Linked DNA regions of Rattus norvegicus: region 1 is linked to region 2. The links are chromatin contacts, called in public Hi-C maps. All regions are on one chromosome and are shown on one strand. The core of a region is the stretch at or near the end of the contact, and the rest is flanking DNA. Distances in the headings are between cores, read along the strand shown.

Region 1 (3,226 bases), core at 508-3,007, 320 kb after region 2:
TATCTGTGTGTGTATGAGTGTGTATGTAACCATGTGCACGCGTATGTGTGCATATGTGTCTGTGAGAATGTGTGCTGGTATGTGTATGTGTGTTGGTGGTGCATGTATGTATGTGTATGTTTATATGTATCTCTCTGTGTGTGTATGTACCTGTGTGTGAGTGTGTATATGTATGCATATGTGTCTGTCTGTCTGTATGTATGTGTATGTATGAGTATGTGTTATGTTTATATATATGTGCATGTGTGTATGCTGGTGTGTGTGTGCTGGCATGTGTGTATGTGTGTGCTAGTGCTTGTGTGTATGTGTATGTTTATATGTATCTCTGTATATGAGTGTTAGTGTGAGCTTGAGACTCTGTATGCGTGTGTGCATGTGTGGCTGTGAATGTAAGTATGTGTGTGTTTATGTGCTAATGTGTATATGTGTGTGTATGTGTGTTTATGTGCTAGTGTGTGTATGTGTGTTTATGTGCTAATGTGTACATGTGTGTGTATGTGTGTTTATGTGCTAGTGTGCGTATGTGTGTGCTGGTGTGTATATGTCTGTGTACTGGTACGTGTGTATGTGTGTGTGTGTGCTGGTGTGTATCTCTGTATATATGTGAATATGTGAATGTGTGTGTTTAAGTGTATGAGTGTGCATATGTGTGAGTGTGTATGTTTGATCTTTCTTGTTTAATGAGTACAGAACCTGAAGAGCAATTCTCCAGTAAAATACCTTTAAAGGAAGAGCAAGCTGGGACAATTCCATGTACACATGCTGCCATCTAGTGGTGATTTGCTATATGACATGGTGAGGATTCTCTTTGGACTGAAATGGAAATAACCCCGATTTACAAGGGAGAAACACCTGCTTCCAGAGCTGGGTTAACTTGAGTATCCAGGAGGCGTGCCACAGAAGACAGTGGTGTCTTTGGGACACAGGTATGTCCCTTGCAGTAAACTACTGACTCAGATTATCAGCCCTAGCTTTGACATGCTATCCTTGCCCTGGAGGACCTCACAGTCAGATGGAGGCAGAGGAAGGCATTGGGGGTGGGGGTGGGAGTCCTGTGTTCCAATCAAAGCCTGGGAATTTCCTGGGAATTTTTTTGGATGGATGGAAAGTGTGACAAGACAAACTAGACTCTTTCTTCTTTGTGCAATTCCTGTGCAGATCAAAGACACAGATGGCTCAGAAGGTAAAGGTGCTGGGACCCACCCAGCAGAAAGAAAAAAACCACCTCTTGTGAGCTGTCTTCTGATATTCCAGAAAGTTCACTAAGAAAAATCTAAAGTCAGCCTTAGGACCAGATTGGGCGTTTGATACCAGAGCCAAGTCATGAGTACCAGTCTTGGCAGAGCCCTGGGGGCAGGTCCCAGGCTTCTGCTTTGGAAGCACTCTCCTCCTTAACTAACTGTCGTTACAATTGTCCCCACTTACAATGACACCAAGAGCGTTCACTTCCAGGTAACAGTGGATCTCCTGAGCATTTAATAGAAAGGCTCACACTCTGTTCTCAGAGGCGACTGGTGAACTGGTGTGAACTCAGAAGGATTCTAAAGGCCTGAGGGTCGGATCCTGGTGGCTGTCTTTTGTCGGGTTTCTTTGTGTACCCCTTCCTCCTGTCTCTAGCTTCTGTGGTCACATGACATGGGTGTCCAGCATCTGCCCAGCTTCCCTGCTGCTGGGGCTTCTGGGAAGCTAATCCTCTAGACAGAGGGCAGCGAGGGATTAGAGCTGGAGAAACGAGGGCCACATCTGTCACTGCTGGGAGTTTGGGCAAAGCCCGTGCTGAGGCTTCAGGAGGACCCTGGGAACACGGGGAAGCCAGGGGAAAGAGCTGGATCCTAGTAGATCCTTCTGGAAGTGGGTAAGATGCATGAGTCTAGGGCCTGGCAGATGGTTGGAGGGAAGGCTGGGGGAGGGAGCGGGAATTACATGCTTGGGTCTATTGGTAGATTTGGGGCAGGTCGGTGCCCACCTCCTGGTTTGCCTGAGATAGAAGAGTTTCTGGGTCTCCTAGTGCAAGAAGCAGGCCAGTTCTGGCCAGTTGGGCACTGTGTCAGTCAGGCTTCTGAGCTTGGGAAATGGGGTCCCCTTCCCCACCATCCTCATCGTACCCCCTTTTCTAGCTCTTCTCTGTCCCCTCCTTTCCCAGGATGTGTCTTTATTATTAATTTTATGTGTATGTGTGTTTCCCACATTCATGTTTGTATCATGTGTATTTCTGGTATCCCTGGAGTGTGTCAGGTCCCCAGGGACTGTGGTTACAGACAGTTGTGAGCCACCATGGAGATGCTGGGATTTGAACCCACATCCTCTGAAATAGAAGCCAGTGCTCTTAACCTCTAAGCCATCTCTCTGGTTCCTGTCTCCCCACTGTTCCCACTTCTTCTTGCATTTGCTCCTCTCAGTTTCCTGTCCTCAGGGTCTCCTGGGCTGCAGGCTGGAATCCTCAAGGAGCTGGATTGTCCATGCCTTGGGGAAGATGAAGACTCGGGTGAGTCTCAAACAGGAAGTTGTCTTGGGTTACTATTCATAGCTCCTCAGTGACTCTGCCCTCCTTCCCACCCTGGCTGCTTCACCCACACCTTCACTGGAGCCTCTGTCCTTCCTGTTTCTCTCTGTAACAAGTACAGCAATTATGACAGTTGTGCTAACAACACTTATCATTCCTGATCCATGCTCCCTACACAGCTCCATAGGGGCTCACCTGAGCTCTCCCCAAGGGAGGGGCAGTTGTCAGGTCCAAGAGGTGAAGTCATTTGTCCAGAGCTGGAAGGTGCGGAGCTGAAGTCAGGTTCTGTTTGTTGCCCTTCCCAGAGTGTTCTACAAGTGATGTCACAATCCGTCAGTGTTTGAGAATGGCTTATTTCACTTAGCGCAGTGCATTTAAGATTCATCCATATTATCGTACCTATCAATACTCTATTCTTTATGTTGCTATCCAACATTCCATTGCATGGATGTCTGAACCTTATTTTTCCATTCAGCATTGAAGGACATTTGGTTGATTCAGGACTTTGAAAACTTATAAGTAGCTAGGGAGATGGCTCACTTGGTAAAGTGCTTGAGGACCCAAGTTCAATCCTCAGTACTATAACGAAGGTGGGGTGCAGTGGTGTGTACCTTCAGTGCCAGTGCCAGGGAGGCAGGGATAGGCAACTCTTCGAGTTTTCTAGCCAGCTGGCTTCCCTTAATCACAGTGTTCTAGCTGGAGGTCCTGCCTCAAAAAACAAGG
Region 2 (2,949 bases), core at 133-2,632:
GCAAGCTACAGGGATTCTCCTGTTGTAGCCCACATCAGCACTGGAATTTACAGGTGCATGCATGTGGTCACCCCGGGCTTTTTACTCGAGTGGAGATTCAAAGTCAGGATTTTAACCTTGCATTTGTGCCATCTCTCCAGTCCCTAGGACGGGACTTACATTTTACAGTTCTGTAAGTAGGGAAGTGCAACGTTGAGAGCATGTGGGGAGAAGGGCCTTCGTGCTGGGACACCCTATGCTGGAAGCGCAAAAGATGCAGAGAAAATCAGAGCTAGACGTCTAACTCGCAGCCTGGAGGCCTATCATTCAGCTTTAATCCTTTGAGGGTGGAGTCCTAATGCCTGAAACACCTCCCACTACCGGCCCCACCTCCCAACACTGCCACATTGGCCGTCAAGTTCGTATCAGGTGCAGATGTCCATTCAAAAACGCATGGGTAGACAAACAATAATTATATTTTGGTTTGAGAAACACGTTCTCCTGATACATTTGGAAGCAGAACCTTTGACCTTCTTCACTGAGGTGGTGTTGGGTTTGGGACAGGAGTGACAGTGACAGGTGAGAGGCTTATGAATAAAAGGTATTACTCTCCTAGGGGGGAAATGAACCTTTTGCCCGTTGCCTGGCTTTCAGTCGTACGTAGATCCAGTACCCTACCTACTCAGTTCTCCAAACTCTGAAGGGTCCCTGCTTCCTGTTAACATCACTCTTGAGTCAGATCCACGTTATTGTGAGGAAAAGTGCCAGGGAGGGAAACAGGCAGTTTCTCTGATCCTTCTAAGGGATGCTTTTCTACAGGAAAACCTCCAGCGACACGAGTCGAATCTTCTTTAAGTTGTCTTTTGACTAGAGCCAAGATGATCTAGCGATGGAGCGGAGCGTGAGGTGATGGGTGTGTTTGGGACCTACACTCTGCGGCCGGCCAGCACGGCCGGAGGGAGGATTGGGGTAAGGGACTCCCGCTCCGGGTAGCAGCGCCATTGCGGAGCGTGGCCGCAGGGACCCGAGGGGGCGGGGCTCCTGTGGCGGCCACGCGGCGCGAGGCCTAAATTTTCAACCTCATAACCCGGGTAGACGGAGAGGGAGGAGCTTCGGCCACGCAAGGCCGGCTGCCCCGCAGCCTCGCCACTACGAGGGGCTCCCACCAACAGACCCCTTTGTGTGCATGCCCCCGCCCCGGAGGCGCCTCAGCCAGTGGCGCTGAGAACCCTCATTGGCTCAGCCTGACGGCCACACCGATTGGTCCTCCGAGTCCCCGACGCGAGGGCCGCTTTCCCTCTCTCTGATTGGTCCGCTGAGCTGCCTATCAGGCAGCCTCCTGAACTGATTGCTCGGCCGTATGGAGTCCCTGGAAGCAGTTCCGGGAAACCCCGCGTGCTGCCGGGATCGCGTCTCTGTCCATGCAGGGGGGGAGGGGGTGGCGCGCGCGCCATTTCTAGTCGTTTTCAAAGCGCCTCGCGCTGATTCTCACGGGCCAGGCTGCCGGCCCCCCGCTCTGCCCTGGTGAGTCTCGCGCTGGCCCGTGGGGGGAGGGGCCTGGAGTCCCGGTCTGACCGGATTCGGCCGGGTCCAGGCTCGGCGCCCCGGCCTGCAGTTTGGGTCTTTGCTCCGAGGCCCGAGGGTGGGGGTGGGGATGGGCCGGGGGCGGCTTCTGCTCGGACCGGCCGCGCAGCCGTGGGCCTGAGTCCGGCCGCGGCGCCTCCTTTCTTTCGCTCATCCTTATCAGCCCCTCCGGTGCCCCGGTCCCTCGGTCCGCTGTCCTCCGTGCGGCCTGCCGGTTTCAGGGTGCTTTTCCCGCCTCCGCCTGCCGCTGTCCGCGGCCCGGCCGGGCTAAGGGTTTCAGACGTTCCCCTGACTCCGGTGCTTGCCCCTAGGCCTGCGGTTAGGCCTGGCCCGCATCTCGCCTTGCCAGGAGTGGGATGTGTTGATACGGGGTCGCGCCCGAGGGGGTGGGGTGAGCCGAGGGCGGGGTGCAAGTCTTAGGGTTACCTGAGCCCGGAGCAAACTTTTACGGGAGTCGGAGCCGAGGGACCGAGGTATGGGGGGTGCCTCCCGCCCGATCCCCAACCTGCATGATTCGAGCCGGGATTTGAAGGAAAAAATGACTACTAGAGGCCGTGACACTTGGTTTTGAGCGGCGCCTGAGCTAGGTAATTCTGAGAATGTCATAGGCGCTCCAGACTAGAAAAGCGCTTCTTTTTCTTCCACGGTAGTATCCATGTGGCCAGAATTTTAAGACGAAAGCCCAGGGGTTCTTGAAAGGTTCAGTCCTTTCTCGTTACCTGTTTGAGTTTTTTCCTCCCCTGCCCTTTAGAAACAGAATGTGTCAGGAGTCAGTCGTAGTGATTAAGGACTTGACACTCCCCAGCTTTGAGATAACCGTTAGCTTTCGTTGGATCTTTTAAAAGCCGGTCTCTCAACATTTTGCTTAGGGATGTTCACTAAAAGTGAGGGAGGGGCTAGTACTGACTTCCCAAATCTCCCAGCAGTCCTTATAAATCTTATTTAAATGACTTTATTTTGTAATTTTCTTTTTCTTTTTTCTTTCTTTTTTTTTTTTTTGCAAAAATGTTTATGTCAAAGGATTCCAGTCATGTTAGTATATTTGCTGCATCCAGAAATATGGTTTGGCTGTGTGGCATTGTTGTCGAATAACATGAGTTTAAATGGTCTCATAACATAAATGTCTTTTAAATGAGCACTTTGAATTTGGCTTGAAGATTCCCCTCTGTTGATCTGAAGGTTTTATTTCCTGGAGTCTATTTTACCTTTTTTTTTTTTAGGTTAAAGTTGACAAAATCTGAACATTTAAAAAGTTTTTAATATCGATGATAGTCGTAAATATGTCTTGTGCTTTTAATACATAACTTGTCATTTTGCTTCATGCATACTTTTAAAATTACTCCACCTTAACGGATGTTCATTGAACTTCTCAGTTAATTTGCCTCT

What was found. Hi-C and Micro-C count contacts between places; a contact is called where the count stands out from the background.
Region 1: a contact with region 2 is called in a Hi-C map of kidney, with 5 times the contacts expected there. The contact joins the promoter of Lactbl1 here to the promoter of Hnrnpr in region 2.

The regions. Positions count from the first base shown.
Region 1 is chr5:154,144,431-154,147,656 of GRCr8, forward strand. It overlaps Lactbl1 (lactamase beta like 1), which reads left to right and starts at 1,758. Exons shown (of 8, transcript NM_001401838.1): 1 at 1,758-1,851; 2 at 2,414-2,485. The coding sequence starts at 2,474. It overlaps LOC120103012 (a long non-coding RNA gene), which reads right to left. Exons shown (of 6, transcript XR_010066690.1): 3 at 2,699-2,814; 4 at 2,332-2,463.
Region 2 is chr5:153,825,137-153,828,085 of GRCr8, forward strand. Hnrnpr (heterogeneous nuclear ribonucleoprotein R) reads left to right here and starts at 1,383. Exons shown (of 11, transcript NM_175603.3): 1 at 1,383-1,503.